2 separate regions of the Canis lupus genome follow, and region 2 is linked to region 1. The links are chromatin contacts, called in public Hi-C maps. All regions are on one chromosome and are shown on one strand. The core of a region is the stretch at or near the end of the contact, and the rest is flanking DNA. Distances in the headings are between cores, read along the strand shown. Region 1 holds the start of GCLC (glutamate--cysteine ligase catalytic subunit). Region 2 overlaps KLHL31 (kelch-like protein 31).

Region 1 (3,274 bases), core at 482-2,981:
TTATTCTTGCTGTGTGCTGGGGACTGAAACATCCTCTTAGCTTCAAACACTCCCACAGTCCCATGTCCCCATCCACACCCCACACACATACACACATTCCACTGTGGAAATTACAGCCAGACCTTGGGTATCCATGTCCCCAGTGCCTGAGGGGCACATCCACTATGATGGGGTATGAAGAGACTCCCACTATCATATATCCATTCAGCAGTTAATGAGCGCTTACTAAATGTTGACTTTGTAGTTGATGGAAGTGGGCACAATAAATACACACTTTCTGGCCTCAGTGCACGCGTGGTCTAGTTGCTGTCACTTTTTCCCTCCTTGACACATCATTACTCTATCAACACGGAGTTTTTGGGGTGAGGTACCTCCTTCCTTCTCTTTTTTACCAGCATAGGATCATCCCCAGTTGTACCTGATATTTTCTACTCCTTGGTAAGCTCACATGAACATCATTTTAGTCACATAATGAATATTAGGTTTGGATGAGGGATATACTTTGGAGATGATTCCTTAAAAAAAAAAAATCCATCTGGAGATGTTGACAAAGTCCCTTCTGTTGTAATGATGGTATCTGGGCCATCCCAAGAATACATGTCATAAATAAAGAATACACAAATACTTGTGATATATACACATTGAATATACATAAAACCTGCAGACAAATTGATTCCTCTTAATAACCAAGTAATTTATTGGCTGCTGACTCTATGCATGTCCGCATTGTACACAGTGTTACAAAATCCATAAAAAGATAGAATAAATTTTACACAGGTATGGAAATGATTTGCCCGAGATCTCACAGTCTGTCAACCGTGGAAACTAGAGTTGAACAGGTGTTTCATCTGACCCCCAAGCGATGGAGTGAGTCATTACCATACTGGGCTGCTCTCACCTGTGTGAGAGGCCTTTGCTCACCCCAAAACGAATATAGTGAGTTGTTCACTAATTCAAATAACCGAATTTCTTCCCCAACCCAAAGTTTATGTCTTTGGATCCGAGAAAACAGGTTTTTACATGATCTCCCGTTTGCTTAAAGGCTGCCGGACCTCACTTTTCCACCGCGCGCCCTCGGAGAGCTCCGCCCCCTGACTCCGCCCCGACCACGCCTGCGCACGCCTGCTCCGAGGCCCCCTTAGAGCGCCCGGCCACGCCCCCGCTCCTGCACCGCCTTCTTTCCCCGCCCCCACCCGTAGTCTATAAAACCCGGAGCGGCGGATCGCACCCTGGAGCCGCGAGCGAGCAGATGGGAGGACTGGGCATGCTCGGTGGCGGCGCAGGTCTCGGTCACAAGTAGGAAGAAGCCAGTGCACGACACCGGTAAAGAGAAGCGAGAGCCGCTGCGGCAGCGCGGCTGCGGGGTCCTCCGCCGCCGCCGCCGCCTCGGAGCCGGAGCGAGCGGGCGGGGGGCGGGGGGCGAGGCCGCGGGGCCGAGAGCCGCGCAGCCTGCCCTCCGGTCCTGTGCCTCTGTGTCCGCGCGGCGTGCGGGACCCCCGAGTCGGTCACCTGGGCGGCGAGGACCCCGCGCAGGGGAGCGGAGCGGAGCGGACCCTCCCTCGGCCGGCCGCGGCCCAAGGGCGCCCCCGCGGGGCGGAGCAGCCGCCGCCGCCGCCGCCGCTGCCGGGTCCTGTGCGGGCAGCCGAGGGGCCGGCTCGCGCCCCGCACCCTGAGCAGCGGCCGCCGTCCACCCCGAGGAGGAGGAGGAGGAGGAGGAGGAGGGGGCAGCCATGGGGCTGCTGTCCCAAGGCTCGCCGCTGAGCTGGGAGGAGACCAAGCGCCACGCCGACCACGTGCGGCGGCACGGGATCCTCCAGTTCCTGCACATCTACCACGCCGTCAAGGACCGGCACAAGGACGTGCTCAAGTGGGGCGACGAGGTGAGCGCCCGCGGCCTCCGCCCCCGCCGGGCGCCCCTGTCAGGCCGCCCCGCGCCTCCTTTGTTCGGCGGTGCGCGTCCTGCGCTGCGCCCCGAGGTCCCCGCCCGGCGGGGCCCCCCGGAGCCCGGAGCCTGGGGCCCGGCCCGAACCCCCTCCCTCCCTCCCTCCCTCCCATTCATTCGTTCTTAGGGTTTCCCCCTTGGTTCAGCCAATGGGTTAGGCGCTGGGAGGGCGCGATCGTGAGCAAGTGTGACACCTGGTGCCTCCCGGAGTTTCCAGGCTGGGATGTCGCGACCTGGCGCCTGGTGTCGAAAGGCGCTATTGCCATCAGTGAGAAAAGGACCCGGTTGGACCCACTGGTCCCGGGAGGGCCGTTGCTGCTGGGGGTCCGGTCGTCAGCCCCACGCGGGCAGGTTACTTTCTAGACCTCCAGCTGCTTCTCCTCTGCTCCCTCGCACCCTCTTCACCCACCCCTCCTCGCCCTCGCACCCCTCCCCCGCCCACACACACCCCATCACCACTTTATAGGCATGGAACACGAATGACGGCTCAGTTTTCCCCCCCAAAAAGGGAAGAAACTTCCTGGTCCTGTTAAATTCTAAAAGAGGGGAAAGGGAAAAACAAAACAAAACTCTAAAAGGGAACTCTTGAAGCTTCGCATTTGAGATTTGTTAGTTGGCTCCCCGTGGCCTGGATCCGACGTCTAACCCTGGCCTATCGGTGCTTCCACGTGTGTTCTGCCTAGAGCTGAAATGTCTTTGCATTTTCAGTATGTTGAACCGTTGTTTATTGGAAGGATCTGGAAAGACTTGCCCCCTTTTAGATGGAGTTTTCTTCTGCCAAAGCTCTCTGTGCTTCTCCCTTCAAGTCTTCTACAGATACAATTCAGATCATTAAATGCTTTTTCGAAAAGCATGCATCTGTTTTTACCATTTGCCTTCCATGGCTTGCTCAGGTGTAAATTTATCTTTTTTCCGTGTGTTTTTTTTTTTTTTTTTTTTAAGATTTTATTTATTCATGAGAGACACAGAGACACAGGCAGAGGGAGAAGCAGGCTCCACGCAGGGAGCTTGATGGGGGACTCCATCCCTGGACTCCAGGATCACGCCCTGGGCCAAACGCAGGCACCCCAAGTCCGTGTTCTTAATGCTTGACCCAAGTGTCAGGGTGCTGCTACATCAATGCAGAATCACTGTCCTCCCAAAACTTCAGTTTATTTCTAAGATTGGAAAATAATTATTTTTACAGTTGAAGTAATTGTGCTGTTTTACCTGAGAAAGGCATAATAGTAACTCACACTTCTAATAGAAGGGGTTTGTCCTACTTTGGTAATTCTTCAGTTTTATTCTAAAGTTCCTTGTTTCACAGCATCTGACCTTGTGTATGTTCATTTT
Region 2 (3,471 bases), core at 645-3,144, 100 kb before region 1:
GATCTTCTGAGCAATATCCGCTTTGGTACCATCTCTGCACAGGACCTGGTCAATTACGTTCAGTCTGTACCCAGAATGATGCAAGATGCTGATTGTCACAAACTTCTTGTAGATGCAATGAACTACCACTTACTTCCGTATCATCAAAACACATTGCAGTCTCGGCGCACGAGAATCCGCGGGGGCTGTCGAGTCCTTGTCACTGTTGGGGGACGTCCAGGCCTTACTGAGAAGTCCCTTAGTAGAGACGTCCTGTACAGAGACCCTGAAAATGGATGGAGCAAGCTTACAGAAATGCCAGCCAAGAGTTTTAATCAGTGTGTGGCAGTGATGGACGGATTTCTTTATGTGGCTGGTGGCGAAGACCAGAATGATGCAAGAAATCAAGCCAAGCATGCAGTCAGCAATTTCTGCAGGTATTTGATCCTTTATTAGGAACTGAAATGGTTCAATATTATGAGGAAATTGCTCTGAAATAGAAGTAAATGAGTCCTGCCTGTTAGCTTAGTTCACAGGCTCAGTGAATCAATAATAATAATAATAATAATGCCACATGACATATATACAACAGTTCACACTGCATAAAGTATATGTGTATATAAAAGGCACTCTAGATTTCTGAATAAGCCTATGAAATGAGCTCGGAAGATGTAGTTATTCTGATTTTACATGTGAGAAATCTCATGCCCATGGAAGTCATACCACAAGTGATATACTAGTAAGGTGCCCTTCACAGTACACTGTTTTTCTGAAAAGAAACTGGATACAAACTTAGTTTTTAACACTAGGTGGTAAGAAAGATCAAAATAACACAAAATTTCTTTATAGTGACTGTTACTGATGACTGTCAGATTCGTAATTGGCAACTACAATGAGATCATTAAAAATGTGGCAGGTAATTAACTCTAAATATTTTTTGAAGACTGGATACTATAAAAAAATGTCAATATCTTTGATGCATGCAGAAACAGCAAAGGTATAATATAGCCTTCAGAAAATGGAATTCAAATGCCATGTCATTTGTGTATATTTATAATAAAAACACTTTCATATATATGAAATGTCAGAAAGTCATGCTTATTATATCAGGGTAGGAGCACAAAGTCAAACATAACTAATGAGCAAAATCTGAAAATTTATAAAGTATATCATGAAAAATATTCTTTATTATTTCATTATATGTCTATGTGTCATTTAAATGAATCCAAACAATTAAGTGATTTTTGCCCTTTAATTTATAAGTATGGTTAAGTTTCGATTCGGTGGTTAAATGGGACAAAAATGAAGGAACATCAAACTAATGCAGGGAGGTCTGTATTTACAATACTTTGGAACTAGGTAAACAGTTGAAACAGGTTTTTTTTTTTTTTAAGATTTTATTTACTTGTGCATGAGAGAGACAGAGAGAGGCAGAGACATAGGCAGAGGGAGAAGCAGGCTCCGTGCAGAGAGCCGTTTGTGGGGATGTGATCCCAGGACCCCCGGGGATAAGGACCCCAGCCAAAAGGAGGATGCTCAACCACAGATCCACCCAGGTGCCCCCTGAGATAGGTTTTCTATGACTGCTTATTTTCCTCCTGCTGATAACTCTGTTAAGTATTCAAGTAAATTTTTGCAGTATTGTTTTCAGTGCTTATGGTACAATAACTGTTATGTAGGACACTGAAAAATATATCTCTCAACTACAAAATCTTATCTACTAATAAGTGCTAGAAAATAGAGAAATATCAACAGTTAAGCCTCTGTTGATGCTTTTGGACATGAGTTCCACTGATCTCATTCTAAGCGGATGATAGGAGACTTGGTGGAGTGACTTAGCTTTCCTGTCCCAGTGGCCAGGCCAAGTGTCTGAATGAGGAAGTGTCTGCACCAATTGGAGAAATCCAATTAGCCAAGCCCTATCTTAATGAAGCGCTAAGAGTGAGCCAGGGGATGGCTGGTGTCTGAAGATATGTGGAACTGACTTAAGTGTGATTGCCACAGATACCCCGCTGCAGGGCAGCCCGGGTGGCTCAGCGGTTTAGCGCCCGCCTTCAGCCCAGGGCGTGATCCTGGAGACCAGGGATCGAGTCCCGCGTCGGGCTCCCTGCGTGGAGCCTGCTTCTCCCTCTGCCTGTGTCTCTTCCTCGTTCTCTCCCTCCATGTCTCTCATGAATGAATAAATAAAATAAAAAAATAATAATAAAAAGTACATGCAGTCTTTAGAAAAAAAAAAGGTACCCAGCTGCCACCGCCTCCCCGACAAGCGCATCTCAGAAATCCTCCCCGATGATGGAGAGAGTACGGAGCACGGCAAAAAGAGGGACTGCAAGGTCTCTGCGGGGAAAAAAGAGGGACCGCAGGTCTCTGCGGGGACCTGTCCGAGCGGCCCCATAAAGGCTTCATAGTTAGGAGGAGGGGGAGTCGCCCATGCCCGCTTTGCGCGTATCCAGGTATCCAGGTATCCAGGTGCCACCCCTCCCCCCCCCCCCCCCCCGCCCCGGCCGAGGGAAAGAGCAGCCTCCAGGTGAGGGTGCGGGGCCGCGCCCCGGTGTGCGGTGTGCGGGGTCCCGAGGGTTCCCTGGCTGCCGCCGACAAGGCTGTCACGCTTGCTCTGCCGTTTGCAGATTCGACCCCCGCTTCAACACCTGGATACACCTGGCCAACATGAACCAGAAGCGCACGCACTTCAGCCTGAGCGTGTGCGACGGGCTCCTGTACGCCGCGGGCGGCCGCAACGCCGAAGGCAGCCTGGCCTCGCTCGAGTGCTACGTGCCCTCCAGCAACCAGTGGCGGCCCAAGGCGGCCCTGGACGCGGCGCGCTGCTGCCACGCGAGCGCGGTGGCGGGCGGCCGGCTGCTGGTGACCGGCGGGTACGTGGGCAGCGCGTACTCGCGCTCCGTGAGCGCCTACGACCCGGCCGGCGACGCGTGGCAGGAGCTGGCGGGCCTGAGCACGCCGCGGGGCTGGCACTGCGCCGTGGCGCTGGGCGACCGCGTGTACGTGATGGGCGGCAGCCAGCTGGGGCCGCGCGGGGAGCGCGTGGACGTGCTGGCGGTGGAGCGCTACAGCCCCGCCACGGGCCAGTGGAGCTCGGCCGCGCCGCTGCCCGTGGGCGTGAGCACGGCGGGCGCCGCGGCGCTGCACGGCCGCGCCTACCTGCTGGGAGGCTGGAACGAGGGCGAGAAGAAGTACAAGAAGTGCATCCAGAGCTTCAGCCCCGAGCTCAACGAGTGGACGGAGGACGACGAGCTGCCCGAGGCCACCGTGGGCGTGTCCTGCTGCGCCCTGTGCATGCCCAGCGGCGCCCCCCGCGAGTCCCGGGCCAGCTCGGTGTCCTCGGTGCCCGTCAGCATCTGAGGCCGGGCGGCCGGGCGTGACCTGCCTCGGCCGTGTCCGGCGGTTTTGCGTTTTTTATTTTTCTTTTTTTTTCTTTTTTTTTTTTTTTTTTGATTTTTTTGAAGCCGGCTGCAGAGCCCTGGCAACAAAGGA

Evidence for each region. A called contact is a pair of places that touch in the nucleus more often than the background predicts.
Region 2: a contact with region 1 is called in a Hi-C map of blood, with 2.5 times the contacts expected there. The contact joins the enhancer-like site here to the promoter of GCLC in region 1. A contact is called at or near these places in 2 of 9 Hi-C or Micro-C datasets (blood and liver).

The regions. Positions count from the first base shown.
Region 1 is chr12:21,290,592-21,293,865 of UU_Cfam_GSD_1.0, reverse strand. It overlaps GCLC (glutamate--cysteine ligase catalytic subunit), which reads left to right and starts at 1,731. Exons shown (of 16, transcript XM_038554326.1): 1 at 1,731-1,880. The coding sequence starts at 1,731.
Region 2 is chr12:21,394,089-21,397,559 of UU_Cfam_GSD_1.0, reverse strand. KLHL31 (kelch-like protein 31) reads left to right here. Exons shown (of 5, transcript XM_038554328.1): 4 at 1-416; 5 at 2,607-3,339. The coding sequence ends at 3,339. Among named protein-coding and RNA genes, the nearest start is that of GCLC, 100 kb to the right of the region's middle. Within about 2 kb of position 1,894, at least 10 of the 20 cell types and tissues checked have an H3K27ac peak or open chromatin away from gene starts, as enhancers often do. A contact at or near this core is called in blood and liver, where this site is marked.